Linked DNA regions of Mus musculus: region 1 is linked to region 2. A link is a contact called in public promoter capture Hi-C data. All regions are on one chromosome and are shown on one strand. Each heading gives the region's core, a stretch centred on a gene start, on an enhancer-like site or on the middle of the called end of the contact. The rest is flanking DNA. Distances are from core to core; before and after follow the strand shown. Region 1 holds the start of Unc50 (unc-50 homolog). Region 2 holds the start of Ccdc115 (coiled-coil domain containing 115).

Region 1 (2,700 bases), core at 132-2,631, 3.0 Mb before region 2:
CCTTTGTTTGCTTCCGGTAGTGAAAGTTTCTATAAACCCTCTGAGGAGAGGTAAACAGGTAGAGCATCTGCCATGCAGCAAACTCAAAGTCCATCTGCCGAAATCGAAAGAGCCTTCTGAGGTACTTGTAGCGTTTTGCTCCAGCCGTGTGCCTTGCTGCATCCCTGGAATTTAATACTCCATTCCCGTGCATCGAAGAACTCAAGGAAGTACTTGGTAGCATCTTCCTAGATGGAATGAGAACATTTCTCTTAGATGTAATCTTAAATGTAATTATTTGGCTACTAGAACTCCTCGTCAGCGCTATGACGTTTTCTCTTGCCACCTTCAGAAAGGATTAGGGGCCAGAAGCTATAGAGTTGGTTCTGGGGCTTGTCTAGGGGCTGGCCAAGGGTAATGCCATCAAGGCAGTACCACAAACTCCTGTATCACCTGAAACAAGCACTTAACTTCAGTCGATGGTTTCCCAACCTTCACCTCAATCAAGCCTTTGACAGCTGCAGTAGCTCACTACTGATAATGGAGGCCAAGGAAAAAGCAGCACAAGGGGGTGTGCAATGACGTCCTCATTAACACGGGACAATGACCGAACACTGGTTCAAAATTCCGTGTTTGTAATGACCAAGATTTAAAACAAACAAAAAGTTTAATCTAAAAGCAAGGTTACTGAAAAAGTAAGACACACAGTTTATTTGTACAAGTCCATCGGCGATGGCCAGCAAGTCCCTGGTTATTCAGAATGTGACAATAAAAATTACACTCCTTGATGGTTTTACTCCTAGGATGGCTGGGTAGGAGGAATAACAGCGCGAAGGGGCCAGTCCAACTAGTCCGAAGCTAAATGACTGCTGGTCACCGCCCAGCCTACCTGCCCTCCGCGGCGCGGCGCGGCGCCCCGCCCCGCCAGCAGGTCTCCATTACCCCAAGCCTCTGTCAACTAAAAATACAAACGGCCCAGTGACATTTGACTTAAGAACAAGCAACGACAAGGTTTCAGGGTGTGTGTCTCCTTGCAAAATTTCAGACCTGCTTAGAATAGAAAAACGGCTCTAATCCTGCGATTCCCACGTAAGCGGCTGTCTTTGGTTTTACCCAGCAGCTCCACGGCGGGCCTAGGACTCGAGCTGCCGGGCGCCGGCCGGTCCCTCGCCCAGCCGCTGAGACGCCAGGTCGCGAGCTAACCGTGGAAACGGCCGACGGCACGAACGCCACCCTGCGCACACAGAGCAGGCCGCACCTGAAGGCCCTCGAGGCCTCGTCCTGGGCCCGGGACTACCGCCACCTTCCCAGGGCAGCCGAGCCCAGCCGCCGCTGGGGCCACTTCCCTTCCCGCTACGTAGCCCGCACTTGCGGCGCTCTGTATTTACGTTACGGACACGCACTTCCGCCACGCGTGCGCATACCCTGAAGAGTCGCACTCCTGGCGGAAGTTGTTGAGACTTTCTCCCACCCTCGCCGGTAGCTTGCCAGTGGGCGTGTCCCACGCCCTTCCGGGCCGTGCGGGGTGACCGAGGGCCGTGATCCAGTGTGGTGAGGGCGGTGGGTCCCCGCCATGCCCCGGTATTATGAGGACAAGCCGGAGGGCGGCGCGTGTGCGGGCGTGAAGGAGGATCTGGGTGCATGTCTGCTGCAGTCTGCCTGTGTGCTCCAGGTAGCGGATCTGGGTGGCAGAGCTCAGTCAAGACTGGCTCCATGATGGCCTGCGAGGGGAGGTCACGTCGAGGGTAGAGGTCGCGCGTCCGCTCCTGACTTTGGACAGGTCTCTTGAGCTCGCATCCCCAGTTCTTACTGGTGTTAAGTGGGAGATAACTTACTACCCACCTAAGGATTTTGTAAACCTTCAGCCAGCTCTGTTCAGGAAGCGATCCCTGAGTGCTGGCACGCGCCACCAGAGACTCCCACTCTAAGGGCAGCTGCCAAGGCCTGTGCCTGCGCCGCATGGCTACTTGATCTGTGGTGGAGAGTTTTGGTTCCTTGGCTTCTAGAATATGGAAGTATCTCATGGTGTGCCATAGTTTCTCTCTGCCGATCTTTAACCTATCTTAAACCTATAGCATTGCATTCTGGGAGGAATTCAACATAAGCCTTTATACTATGTGCTGCCTTGGGAAACAGGCGAGGAATGAGAAGGGCTCAGAGAAACGTAGGGTATGAACTCAGATGATCACAACGTACCTTCCAGTGGGGGATAGTGAGGAGAAAGGGGAGTGGGGAGAAGGTTCAGAACTTTCTCAAAAATAGACTTCTTAAGATTTTATGACTCTTGGAAAACCAGAAAAGTTGAAACTTCCAGAGGGAACTCAGTATGGTTTTCCCATTACTGACCTTGACCTCAGAAGAGCAAGGCCTCTTGCCCGCTGACTCATCTCTCCAGCCCCTCCACCTTATTACTTGAGATAGCATGTCAGTGGACCTAATTGGCTAGCCTAACCAGATCTGCTTGGCTCCACTCCCATTCTGGGATAAACGACTTCTGCCACCATGCCCAGCTCTTTATGTGGGTGCTGAACTGGGAGCTCTCATGCACAGCAAGCATTTTCTTTACTTAGCCACTTTGCCAGCCCCTCCCTATTAACATTTATATACAGAGTTTAGTACTAACACTAAAAGGTCTTTATTTTAACACATCCAATTCATGGTTCTCATCCATAGGAAGGCTTATACAAACATTGACGATATGTCCTAAAAATCTTAGGCTCT
Region 2 (2,749 bases), core at 23-2,522:
CCAGGGATATTGTACTATCAATCAGGCGGGAGACATGAAGTTCCTTAGATACAAAAGCAAAATAGGGATAAATAGAACATTTCCAATTAAGCTCTGTGATAGAGGATCTTCATTTATTAGGGCAAATGAAAATGTGAATTAATGTAAGGCAAAGTTTTAAACTAACCTGTAAAACGAATGTCAAATTCTAAATGGAAGAAGAATTAAAATGCAAGACAATTATAACAATCAATAACAGGTTTTTCTAATTTTGTTTTGAAGAAGACAACAAAAACAAATACCAAGGATTCTTGCAGACCCATTCCCTAAGATGGGAATCAATTAGATGAGGCAAAGGTTTTTTGTTGGTTTGTTGCTTGATTTGGTTTGGTTTTTGGTTTTTCGAGACAGGGATTCTCTGTTTTAGCTCTGGCTGTACTGGAACTCATTATGTAGACCAGGCTGGCTTCGAACTCGGGGATCGGCCTGTCTCTGCCTCTCGAGGGCTGGGATTGAAACCGTGCGCCGCCGCCACCCGACAGAGGCAATGTTTTAAAACTAAATAAAAACTAGATATTCTGTAAGCAAAACTGGCAATCAACCTGTAGACATGGGCAACTGTAGCATAAACGGCCATACTATCACATGGTGGGATCATTCAGAAACCAGTGAGCAGTGAGGTCCTACCTAACGAGCAGAGAAAGGAAAGATGACCAGCCACCCTGATACAAATACATTAAGTTCAAATGCGTTTACACCTCCGTGTAGTATGCTCGAGCAAGGACTTGTAACCCACCAGCACAGGGAGGCCTTACCTTCTAGAGCACGCTTGACTCGCTCCTTCTTCTCCTGAACGGATCGCTGCGCCTCCTCCCGGGCTTTGCGGTACAGGTACTCGCGGCGCAGGCGAGCCTCCCGACGGAGCTAGAGAACACACAGGGTCACCATCCACTTCGGAGCACCGAGGACCACAACTCAGCCCTCCCGTAGTCCCCTTCTTTCCCGCTAAACCAGAACAGGAAATCAAAACATCCTACCATGATGAGCGCCGCTCCCTCACGAGTCCCAACTCTTCTGGCGCTGCTGGCACCACGCAGTGATCACTTCCGCCCTCAACCAAAAAGGCCTTTAGAGGCTTCACTCGATTCCACTGCCGGTCAGAGTGCCCCATCTTAAGATGGCGAATGGAGGAGGGCGTCGCAAGGTGATTGGTCAGACGGGCAACCAATTAATTACCCGGATTTGGGATGTCACGTGGTCTAAGACCGTCCTGATTAGTTAGTCCGTCTGCGGCTTCACCGGTGCTTGAGCTGGTCAGGCAGCAGGCTAGCGAAGAGTAAAAGCAGGAACTGTGCGCATGGCTTCCTAGATTCAAGTTAAGGTCCGACTTTTGGTAGCCATCGGATTCGAGAAGTATCCCGCTCCAGGCGCTAATCCGCGTCCTGGCTGGTGACAGGGATCACCCGGAAGTTGAAGCCTTTGACTTCCGGGTCACGATTAGTACTGCCCCCCTAAGGGCGGATCTTGAGCGCTTATTGGCTGTCATGCACATGGCCGCGCAGTGATTCGGCGGCTTGGAAGGAAGTGGCTCCGCCCATCCGCGCGTGTCCCAAGACTGGCTGGGCCATGGCGGTCCAGGCTCTGCGAGAGGAGTTGGACTCCAAGTGCCTACAGCTGCTCAGTGACCTGGAGGAACTGGAGGCGAAGCGGGCGGCGCTGAACGCCAGGGTGGAGGAGGTGGGCCACGGGGAATGGAAGGAGGGATAGAAAGCGGGCACAGGGAGGGAAAACAGTCTCAAGTCTCTCCTGTCTCCCCAGGGTTGGCTCTCACTTGCCAAGGCTCGCTATGCCATGGGAGCCAAGTCGGTAGGACCCCTGCAGTATGCCTCGCGTATGGAGCCTCAGGTCTGCGTGCGTGCCAGGTGAGCGCCCCCCCCCCCCCCCCCCCTTGGAGAGTGGATGGGCAGGACCTAGGCCGGCGCGGCCAGAGATCCAACTTCCCTTTTTTTTTTTTTTTTTTTTTTTTTCCCAGCGAGGCCCAGGATGGACCCCAGACCTTCAGGGTGATCAAAGCTGACGCCCAGACCCCCGAGGAAGTGGGGCCTAGCGAAGCATGTAAGTCTCCTTTCCACCTGTCAGCCCTTACTCAGCGCTAAAGACAAAACTCATTGAACATTTAAGGAAATTGCTTCATTCGGAATCTGATTAATGGAGAGCGTCTGAGCTGGAGAGTTGAATGTCTGGGGGGCGGGGGTGTGGGAGGGTGGGGTTCTTATACTTTGATAGGTAGGGTTCAAGTAACAGGATAGGAGAGCCGCCCGAGGAGGTCTAAGGGAATGGGGTGTATTCCAAGCCTCCTTGACATAACATGGTTGGGTAAGAGGGTTAAAGGAATGTTGGCGTTTAAGCTGATTGGTTCACAGCATCTGGTCAAACCACAAGGAGGGACCACACATCTAAAAGGTGCATCTTCACCTGGGAACGAATCATGTTTTCTTAGCCCACCCCATTATTATCGACTGACCACAGCTATTACGTCTGTTTTGCAACTGCCAAGAATATTTCGGATTTTTGTTTGTTTGGTTGTTTTTTGCTTTTCATTTCGTTTTGTTTTTTGTTTTTTTCAGAACTCAAGGGTGGGAGCCAAGTCATTGTGAGGGCAGGTTAGCTTAAAATGGAGTCTGAGAACAAAATGGAGTTTGCTCTGGTACTTTAATCTCTACACAGTTAAAGGTGGACTCTTTTATAGTGGGATGAGTTTTGCATTCAA

Evidence for each region. Promoter capture Hi-C pulls out the DNA fragments that hold promoters and counts their contacts.
Region 1: a promoter capture Hi-C map of erythroid cells shows a contact between it and region 2, with 13 times the contacts expected there. The contact joins the promoter of Unc50 here to the promoter of Ccdc115 in region 2. A contact is called at or near these places in 1 of 39 promoter capture datasets (erythroid cells) and 1 of 484 Hi-C or Micro-C datasets (muscle stem cells).

What each region holds. Positions count from the first base shown.
Region 1 is chr1:37,428,820-37,431,519 of GRCm38.p6, reverse strand. Unc50 (unc-50 homolog) reads right to left here and starts at 1,381. Exons shown (of 6, transcript NM_026123.4): 1 at 1,027-1,381; 2 at 1-227. The coding sequence starts at 223. It overlaps Coa5 (cytochrome C oxidase assembly factor 5), which reads left to right and starts at 1,417. Exons shown (of 3, transcript NM_198006.4): 1 at 1,417-1,651. The coding sequence starts at 1,553.
Region 2 is chr1:34,438,195-34,440,943 of GRCm38.p6, reverse strand. It overlaps Ccdc115 (coiled-coil domain containing 115), which reads left to right and starts at 1,272. Exons shown (of 5, transcript NM_027159.2): 1 at 1,272-1,716; 2 at 1,798-1,901; 3 at 2,012-2,094. The coding sequence starts at 1,606. Imp4 (IMP4, U3 small nucleolar ribonucleoprotein) reads right to left here and starts at 1,115. Exons shown (of 9, transcript NM_178601.3): 1 at 1,017-1,115; 2 at 795-903. The coding sequence starts at 1,019.